Linked DNA regions of Canis lupus: region 2 is linked to region 1. The links are chromatin contacts, called in public Hi-C maps. All regions are on one chromosome and are shown on one strand. Each heading gives the region's core, a stretch centred on a gene start, on an enhancer-like site or on the middle of the called end of the contact. The rest is flanking DNA. Distances are from core to core; before and after follow the strand shown. Region 1 has its middle 20 kb from the start of RPUSD4. Region 2 holds the start of CDON (cell adhesion molecule-related/down-regulated by oncogenes).

Evidence for each region. Hi-C and Micro-C count contacts between places; a contact is called where the count stands out from the background.
Region 2: a contact with region 1 is called in a Hi-C map of blood, with 3 times the contacts expected there. The contact joins the promoter of CDON here to the enhancer-like site in region 1. A contact is called at or near these places in 2 of 9 Hi-C or Micro-C datasets (blood and skin fibroblasts).

The regions. Positions count from the first base shown.
Region 1 is chr5:8,351,655-8,356,091 of UU_Cfam_GSD_1.0, reverse strand. No RefSeq gene overlaps it. Among named protein-coding and RNA genes, the nearest start is that of RPUSD4, 20 kb to the right of the region's middle. Within about 2 kb of position 2,886, at least 2 of the 20 cell types and tissues checked have an H3K27ac peak or open chromatin away from gene starts, as enhancers often do.
Region 2 is chr5:8,466,321-8,471,159 of UU_Cfam_GSD_1.0, reverse strand. It overlaps CDON (cell adhesion molecule-related/down-regulated by oncogenes), which reads right to left and starts at 2,442. Exons shown (of 19, transcript XM_038535707.1): 1 at 2,324-2,442.

The DNA of each region.
Region 1 (4,437 bases), core at 1,637-4,136:
TCAGATGCTCCTGGGACAGGCCTATGTGGGGTCCTGGGGGTCACCCAGGTGCCCACCCACAAGAACACCTCCCATCGGTTTGCACACTTCCTAACTGGCCTCCAGCACCGGGCAGGCTGGTCAGCATCTGCCCAGCAGAAAACCGAGAGGGCAGGACAGGGGAGGGCAGACACTGGACCAACGTCAAGATAGTCACTGTCATCAGGTTCACCTTGAAGCCCGTCCCTGTCCTTATCCCCCCCAGGACAAGCTCTCCAGAGCAGCCTAGTACCTGGCCCTGAGCAGGTGCCATGCAAGGTCAGGGAGAGACAGTGCGCTGAGTCCGGGTGTGAGGAGGCAGGACAGGGACAGAGCCCCCTGACAGGAAGCAGCCCGTGACCAGCTAGCTGGTCAGGTGCACACAAAAGCTGCTGTGTCCCCAGCTGCCCCCTCCCCCCAGCAGGCCCTGGACCCTACCCTGCCAGGCCCGTCTTTCCCAGGTGTCCTGAGCTGCCTGGCCTTGTCAGCAATTGTTAGGACAGGATACCAGCACTGACAGCTCTTATTCATGCTGCAGAGGTGAGGACAGCTTAATTCCCTGACCCAGACACAGGGCTGCTTGCCAATAGGTGTGGGGCCACCGCTGACCCCTGCCCTTCCCTCCCTGAACGGTGGGCACAGGGACAAAGCCTCTGATGTCCCTCATGCCCCAGGGCTCCCCCCTCTCCTCTCCCTCCTCCTCTGCCTCCCCTTACCCTCTCCCTGCACCAAATAGCAGGCACTGGTAGCAGCTAAATTGCCCAGGGATGAGTGATGTTGGGTGCTGGGCTCAGGGGGATTGGGGGTGGGGTGCAGAAAGCAAGCTCAACACAGCAACCTCGACCCTCCCCCCCCCGCCGAGGTTGGGACAGAGAAAGGGTGTGGGGGGGTCCCTTAGCCCTGGTGTGCTGGGCTTCTCGCCCTCGGGTCAGGAGCCAACGAGCTCCGGCTTCCCGTGAGCACCTTTAGGCCACCCCACGCTCCTCAGGAAACCCAGGCCCGTGCTCTCCTGGGCACACACCTGCATACCTGCGGCCTGGGCACTGGCGGGTCGTCTGCCATGTTCTCTCCCTGCGTTCAGCATCTTCGGTGGACAACCCCATCAGGGGACACCTGCATTCTTCCCTGACCTCAGGAGCAGCTCCTGAGCTGCTCTGGAGGCTCCTCACATTGGTTCCTGGGACTCTGACCACTCAGGCGTTGCCTGGTGGCTCCTAAGTCAAGGCCTCCCCACGTCCAGCCTGGACTTCCAACGTCTGTCCATGGAGGGAAGAAGGGAGGACCTACCTCCTGCTCCCTTCCTACCTGTCTCTAAACTGTAGTAAGGATGGCACAGTTGGGACACCTGGGTGGCTCCATGGTTGTGCATCTGCCTTAGGCTCAAGACATGATCCTGGTCTTGGGATCGAGTCCCACATCCGGCTCACCACAGGGAACCTGCTTCTCCCTCTGCCTGTGTCTCTGCCTCTCTGTGTGTCTCTTGTGAATAAATAAATAAAATCTTAAAAAAAAAAAAAGGATGGCACAGTTGGGGCTGTTGTCACACACACCCCGGGGACTCTAAGAAAACATACAAATGGCCCAAAGAGCCCACCATGAGACCTGCCTCCTCTCCAGAACCACCACTGGAAATCTAAGGCTGCATCTGAAGTCGGGCAGCGATGTGCGGTAAGAAGGTGGGCCCAGGTCTCAGCCCCTCACTTCTGGGCCACAGGCAAGTTGCTTCCCTTGAATTCCTGGTCTCTGAAGTACCTACTTCAGGGAACCATTCTGAGGATTTGGTAAGATCACATAGAATACATGGCACGGTTGGCTGGGGCCTCTAAGTGCTCAGGATAAGCCAGTGGCCGTGGCTCTACCTGGAATGGCTGGAGTGATCACTCACCACCCAGGAGAGTGGCGGATGCCACCATCCTTCCAGAAGGTTCTATCTCCAATGACAGGCAAGACTCCTCAGTTGGATCCAAATACTGAGTTACTGAGGCACCTGGGTGGCTCAGTGGTTGAGTGTCTGCCTTCGGCTGAGGTCATGATCCCGGGTTCCTGGGATCAAGTCCCACATCAGGCTCCCTGTGGGGAGCCAGCTTCTCCCTCTGCCTGTGTCTCTGCCTCTCTCTGTGTGTGTCTCATTAATAAATACATAAAAATCTAAAAACAAAAAACAAGTAGGTTTCTGGAACTCCCAAAAGAAGAAAAGAAAGAAGGAGAAGCCTTCGGTCCAATCATCAGCCCTCTCCCTTGCTTTCTTTCCCTCTTTGGCTTTTCTTCCCTAGGCCAGAGAAGTCAGGGGATAGGGGAAGTCTGGTGTTTAACTCCAGAAACACACACACATACACACACACACACACAGGGAAACTTCTGGAAAATTCTGTAACTTTAGACAGGAAAAAGGCCAGACTCCAGGGCTGGGCCAGGATGGGCTGGCAGCCTTTCAGGCCTGCCTGGAGGAGGCCCTGGCGTGTGTGTGTGTGTGTGTGTGTGTGTGTACGCATGCATGTGACTCGGAGTTGCTCAAAGAGCTCAAAGGGGGCCAGTGGTTCTCTTCTCCTGCCTGTCCTCCTCCTTCCTCCCTGCCTGTTCCTCTCCTCTCCCTTCCCCCTAGGGGGGCGGGAACCCTCAGGAGTCGCTGAGCTACCTGCAGTGCAAGCCCATCACACTGTGACCCCGGAGGCCCCTCCGGCACCCGGACTCCCAGGACTCAGGCAAATGCCCTTCTCGGACTTTGCTGCCTGGGGTCATCGCCACAGGCTCCGTAGAATCAACCACAGCCCAAGCGGGTGGGTTGAGCCCCCATCCTAGGTGTCCCCGCGGTGCCTCTTGTCCCCCCAGAGAGGGCATGCGAGCAGGCCCAGGTCACAGCGTGGAAGGCAGGCCACAGGGCCACATGCAGGCCGCAGGTGCAGGACAAGGGGCACGGAGCAGCCCAGGGGCCCGGGCACAGACCTGGTGGCCCCAGAGACAAGGGACAGATGAAAGGGGCGACAAGACAAGCTGGTGTCTTCCTGTCTTCCCGTGGAAGCCTGAGATGGGAGAGGAGATTGTCTCCAGCAGGCCAAACCCCCGCCCTCACCTCCTGCTCCCAGCCTGACCTCAGGGCTCACATCAAAGCGGGGGCCTCTTCCCCTCGCCCTCCTCCCTGAAGGGGTCCAGGCCGCCCTGCTGGGGCCCTGTGTGCTGCTGACAGATAGGCCCTAATCGCTCCCAGAGTGCTGAAGGAAGGCTTGGGGCGCACACCCCCATGGTCAGAGCTGGTCTTTGCTGGCTTTCTGTGCGGGGAGGCTGCCCCCTAACCCGGTGGCCCACCGCCCACTCCCCACCGCCCTGCAGCTCTCCCTGGGCAGGCTGGGCTGGGCAAAGGGGGTGCCCCGTCGGCTCTGATGCTACAGTTCACAGGCCCACAGGTGCCGACAGAAGGCACAGGGCAGGGCGAGGGGCTTGGGGACCCCGAATCAGGGTCAGAGAGGCAGTGGAGGAAGAAGGGGTGAGGCCCCTTCTGGAGGAGCTTATCACCCAGGAGGAACAGAGGAGGGAGGAGCTCGCATGATCGATGATGAGCCTTAAAGCACATTATGGTAGCACAAGTTGCCAAACTCATTACCTCCCTTTTCCCTCCTCCCTTATTTATTAAATGATATTTCATCAGCCTGTTTTTATTAGTCAGAATCATACTTAACTATCAGTCGATGCTTGTGATCAAAGAGATTGAGACTGTTTACTGCTTTGAGCCAGAATAAAATCAGCCAAGGCCCCAGAACTCTTGACGTGTCAGCGAGGCTGTGTGACCACAACGTGGGTGAATGCGTGTTACCATTAGGCATTTTGGTGGCTGAGGACAGCTTGATGATACGTTGTTCTACATTTCTGTAACCATCCTGTAGTGCTCTTACAACTGGGTGTTTATGAATCTAAGTCTATTTCAAATTCACCAGGGGAGCCTAAACTCATGGTCTCCCTCTACTATTTCTCTCCACCGGAGAACAGAAAACTCCAGATTTTCTACTTTAAAAAAAAGCAGGGGACCGAGATTTACAAGATTGGGGTAACCAAAGCCAGTGTTCTCAGAAGGTTAAAGACAGCAAAAGTCTTCTGGAGGATGCTTGATTCTTGATTAAAACCTGTTCCTACTTTCAGAGTTAGCGCCGCTGGTGAGGAAGAAAGTCTGGGAGACTGTTCCCATCTGGTGGCCAAGTCAGAAACTGCAGTTATTTCTTTGCTCACATTAATACTGTAATAAAACTAAATTGTAACCTGTGAAATCATCAATATTTGACCCAGCACGACTTTCAAAAATGGAAATTGACCTCAACGGTTCCATGGGGGGCAAGAATAATCTTTCCAATAAATGGTGCTGGGGCAATGGGCTGCTGCCCCCATGCAAAATTGGACACCCTCCTTATATCATATACAAAAATTAACTTA
Region 2 (4,839 bases), core at 1,193-3,692, 120 kb before region 1:
AGTTCCTATTAAGTAGTAAGATCATATATCTAAAGAAAGACTACGTGGTACACAACTCATCTGCTCTCCTGATGTATTGTCTTATCTATCCTTCTACATAGTACAAATGCTAATTACAAGGCCATAGCCAATGTAATTACATGTTATAAATAGCCAATTTTTCAATTAGTTGTTTTTAATTTCCTACCCCAGCCTAATATCACTAAGATCAGGTTGAATTCCTAAAATCATTTCCCCAAGATATGCTTAGACACAGTCACCAATTTTTAGTCCCAACTGTGGCAAAAGAAACATCTCTAGAGAAGAACATTTTTACTTCAACTTATATTTTGACAAACTCATAAATGAAATCATCTAGAAAGCTATGAGGGCATAAGGGCAAAGTGGAAAACAGAAAAGCGGGAGAACTAGTCAACAAATTTTACCTGACCTCTTTAGAGCAAAACCCCATAACAGAGGTTCCTATTCCCACATGAAGCCTCCATCTACATATATAGATATATAAATATATATATAGGCAGATATATACATACCTTGCTGATGGGGGGTGTGGGGTGGGGGTAGAGGGGCCCTATCTTAAAGTGAACTTAATTCCTTTCTTGCAAAGAAGGCAAAGGGTAAGACTGATTTAGAAGCCAACCTACACAAGCTAGATCAGTGTGCTCCAAGTCCTAAGGGTTCTTTGTACTTCCCGGCTTGAGAGTCAGAGCTGTTTAAGTACTTTCCACAGAAGAGGAGGTTGATGAGAACCACAGCAATCAATCAAAGCATCCCAAGTGAGTTACTACACAAACAATAGCACAGTACCTCTAGTAACTGATTTTCCTGGTTGACTAAACTATTCAAACAAAGACAGATTTCCAAATACTATATCCGAGTTTTTGCATGAAAGTTAAACAATATACACTTGTGTGTGTGTGTGTGTGTGTGTGTTTTTATAGAAATATAAATGTTTCTGCTCTACCCACTGCCAAGCACACACCCAGGGCACGTCTTTACAAAATGAAACAGGTTTTCTCCATCCTTCTCATATAACTTCAAGTATGAGGCAGTTTATTTCAACATGTGCATAACAGAAACTACAGTATTTGGTGCCTCTCTGGGTTCCTAAGAATGCTTTCTAGTTAAGCACTAATTTAAAATTTCCAGAAAATTTTTCTTTCATCTTGTCCTAAAAGCTGAACCACGACCCCACCCCACCCCCAATTTCAGCTAAAATAGACTACTTTTCAAAAATGAGCTACAAAATGTCCTAGAATGCTTAGAACTACACTGAGAATAATCCCATTTATTTTCCGGCTCCTGCTTCCCACCTTTTCCTCCTTGACACAGCCCTTTAGGTATATGCCAAGTGTCAGCTGGGGAGGCGGAGGGCCACGGTATCAGCGAGGCACAGCGAGGCACGGAAACAGAACTGGCTTCTCTCACTTTTGGCCACTGCCCGCTGAGAATGAATCTCCTGTTAGCTTCGGGTTCAACTTTCTGTTTCTCAAAGTGTCTGCTTTAGGACACACAGAGGCTGACCTTCCGTTGACGAGGTTCCCCTAAACTCTACATCTCCATCGGAAAGCTGCCTTGCCCTGAAGCACCTGCCACCCTCTGGTCGTCCTGACCGAGGAAAGGCAGGCACTTCTGGAGAAGAGCTCCTTTTGCAGAGCCTTCCACCTGACTTGGTGGGGTGAGGGAGAACAATGAAGGCGAGGGCGAGAGAGTCATCTATCCTCCTCAAGTGATTTATTGCTCAAATCCCTAGATGCGGAGAGAAAGCAACAAAGGTCTGGAAGCTGCAGACCGAAATAAATAGCGAGCTGTAATGCATTTAGCAAATGATAATGCAATCCACAGAAAGCTTTACGGAGGGGAAGGAAAAATGCACTCCCTGGGGCTGGGAAGTCGCTGGGTCTGTGAAGGCAGAGAAAGATACATTGTGCAGGACATTTCTCTCGCTTCTCCCCGCACATAAATCACTGTCTCTCGCGGGCGCTCTGCGGGATGGAGGCGAGAGAGGCGAGGGACCCCGCTCCCTCGGGGAAACGTGCTGGCGCCCCCCCTCGCGGCGCCGCCGGCCCTCACCTGCCCCGCGGGCCTCGGTCAGGGGGCGGGAGCGTGCCGCTGACACCTCGGCCCGCCCTCCCTCCCGGCGGCTCCGGGCCCCGGGACGCCGCCCGCCGCCGCCCTCCCCGGAGCGCGCGGAGCCCGGGACCCCCACGGCCGCCCGCGCCCCAGCCGCGCGCCCCGCGCCCCCGGGCTCCCCGGCCCCCGCCCTCCCGGGCTGCGGCGCGCCCCCCCGCCCCTCTCGGCCGCGCGGACCCCGTCCCCGCACCTCCTGCGCGGCGGCCGGCTCCCAGAGCCACCCCCAGGTCATGCCCCGCGCGCGGGCGGCGGCTGCGGCGGCGGCGGCTGCGATCCGAGCGGGGCCCTCCATGCACCGAGCGGGGCGGCAGGAGCGCGCGGCGCCTCGCACGCCGGGGCGGGGACGCAGGGCCGGGCGGGCGGGCGGGCTGGCGCCGGGTCCCCGCTCTCCGCGCACCGAGCCGCGCGAGCCGGGCACCCGGGACTCGGGGGAGGGGAGCGGGGGGGGGGGCGGAGGCCAGCGGGGCGCGCCCCCGCGGCCGCGCTCCTCTCCGCCCAGGCGCGCGGCGCGTCCCCGGCGGGCGCGGGGCCAGCGAGCTGCACGCGAGGAGCGGGAGGAGGGAACCGGGCCGGGGGGTGCGCGCGCAGCCTGCCAGATCAGCGGCGGGGGGGGGGGGGGGGGGCCGTACCAACCTGCGGGGGGGGGCTCTACGCAGGACCGTCCCCTTCCCGCGCGCTCCCGGGGAGGCCGCCCCGAGGAAGGTCGAGCGCGGTCTCGGCCTCGGTTTCGGGTAGTGAGGGGGAGCCGCCTGGGCCGCCACGGAGGCTCCGGGATGCCCGCGCGCTCGCCCTGCTTCCCCTCGCGCCCCCCCCCCGGCAGAGGCGGCACTTCGGCCGGCCCGCGGGTGTCTCCGCGCTCCCAGGCCCCGCCCCTCGCGCGCTACCTAAGGGCTCGGTGGGGCGCGCCCGTCCAGCCCGCTCTTGGCGGCCGCCTGGCCCCTGCCTCCGGCTCGCAGCCGCCCGCGCGCCTGTGGCTCCTGCACCTTTCCAGCACGTTCTGTGCTTACCCTCGTGGGCGGCCTCGCACCGCCCTGCATCCCCATGCACGCGAGCAGGTAACAAAACCCAGAGTCCAGGAGAGGCTCAGTGTCACCTGCCGAAGCTCACGTGGCCTTTGGCCCCCGGAGTCTTCCCAGCTCGTCCTTTGGACCTGCCTCAAGTTATTTGATTTCACTGAACCTCAGTTCAAACAGAAAAAGGGGAAAATAATTTCTGTTTAAAGGTCGTTGGGAAGCATAAGTAGGATACTTGGTGAAAAACACCTGCCACTCACTGGGCATTGGAGCACATGTGACTTCTATAAAATTATTATTATTATTATTATTACTACTAGCAATTCCTTTTTTTAAATCACTATAATTACTTATTATGACTTTAATTATAAAAGGAGACCTAGTGATACTTGAAATTCAAAAACAGTACCGGGGTGCCCGGGTGGCTGAGTCTACTAAGCTGCGGACTCATGATCTCAGCTCAGGTCCTCATCTCAGAGTGCAGGTTCAAGGCCCTAGTTAGGGTCAATGTTGGAGGTGGAGCCTACTTAAAAAAAAAAAAAAAACCCTCAGTGCTGAACTTCAGGAAAATATGCCAATCTCCCCAACCTTCTTCCTTTTTTTTTTTTTTTAATTTTTATTTATTTATGATAGTCACAGAGAGAGAGAGAGAGAGAGAGAGAGAGAGGCAGAGACACAGGCAGAGGGAGAAGCAGGCTCCATGCACCGGGAGCCCGACGTGGGATTCGATCCCGGGTCTCCAGGATCGCGCCCTGGGCCAAAGGCAGGCGCCAAACCGCTGCGCCACCCAGGGATCCCCCCAACCTTCTTCCTTAAATTCCACAAAGAAATGCTTTGAAAGCGATGGTGTTTTCAGCTCTTGCTCTGTCTAGGCTCTTTGTAAAAGCATTAGATCCTAAGAAAGTCATTTTAGGGGGGACAAATGAGCTGTGACTCTAGTTTGTTTCCCATTGTCCTATTTTTTACTTTAAATCATAAATCTATATGTTATTAACTTAAGGCATAGCAAATGAGTTTTCATTCGGCAAATAAAACTTATAAACACTGAAGGTTAAACTGGGAGCATTTTGTATGAATAGAATGGAAGTCTGGCAGGTTTCTGGCACTCTGTAGGAATCCTAGCTGTCCGCCACCACAGCACTTACAACTACAGACACTTCGAGATTCCTCTCTTGCGGGGCTGCATCGACTCTGGGCACCCCCAGTGTTGTGGTACCACTTGACTATCGTTCTGCCTATTGTTACTCATAATCAGATTGAGAAATAATCACGATGTTCGTTGATATGGATTACTCTCTGGCTTGTTCATAAAGTGGAGAAATCATTTTAAATATAAAATAGTATTTTAGGGCACCTGGTTGGCTCAATCGGTTAAACATCTGCCTTCAGCTGAGGTCATGATCCCAGGGTCCTGGGATCAAGCCACACATTGAGCTCTCTGCTTGGAGGGGGGCCTTCTTTTCCCTCTCCCTCTGTGTGCCGCTCTGCCTATTTGTGCACTCTCTCTCCCTGTCAAAAAAAATAAACATAAATAAATAAATGAAATAGTATTTCATTAATGGATCACTCGTTTACTTGTTCAACATTAAACATTATCGAGCACCTCCTCTATGCCACTGCTAGGCAAAGAGGTACAAGGAGAAATATGACACAGTCCTAAGCTTCAAAGAGCTAGCAATCTAATTGTGATCCA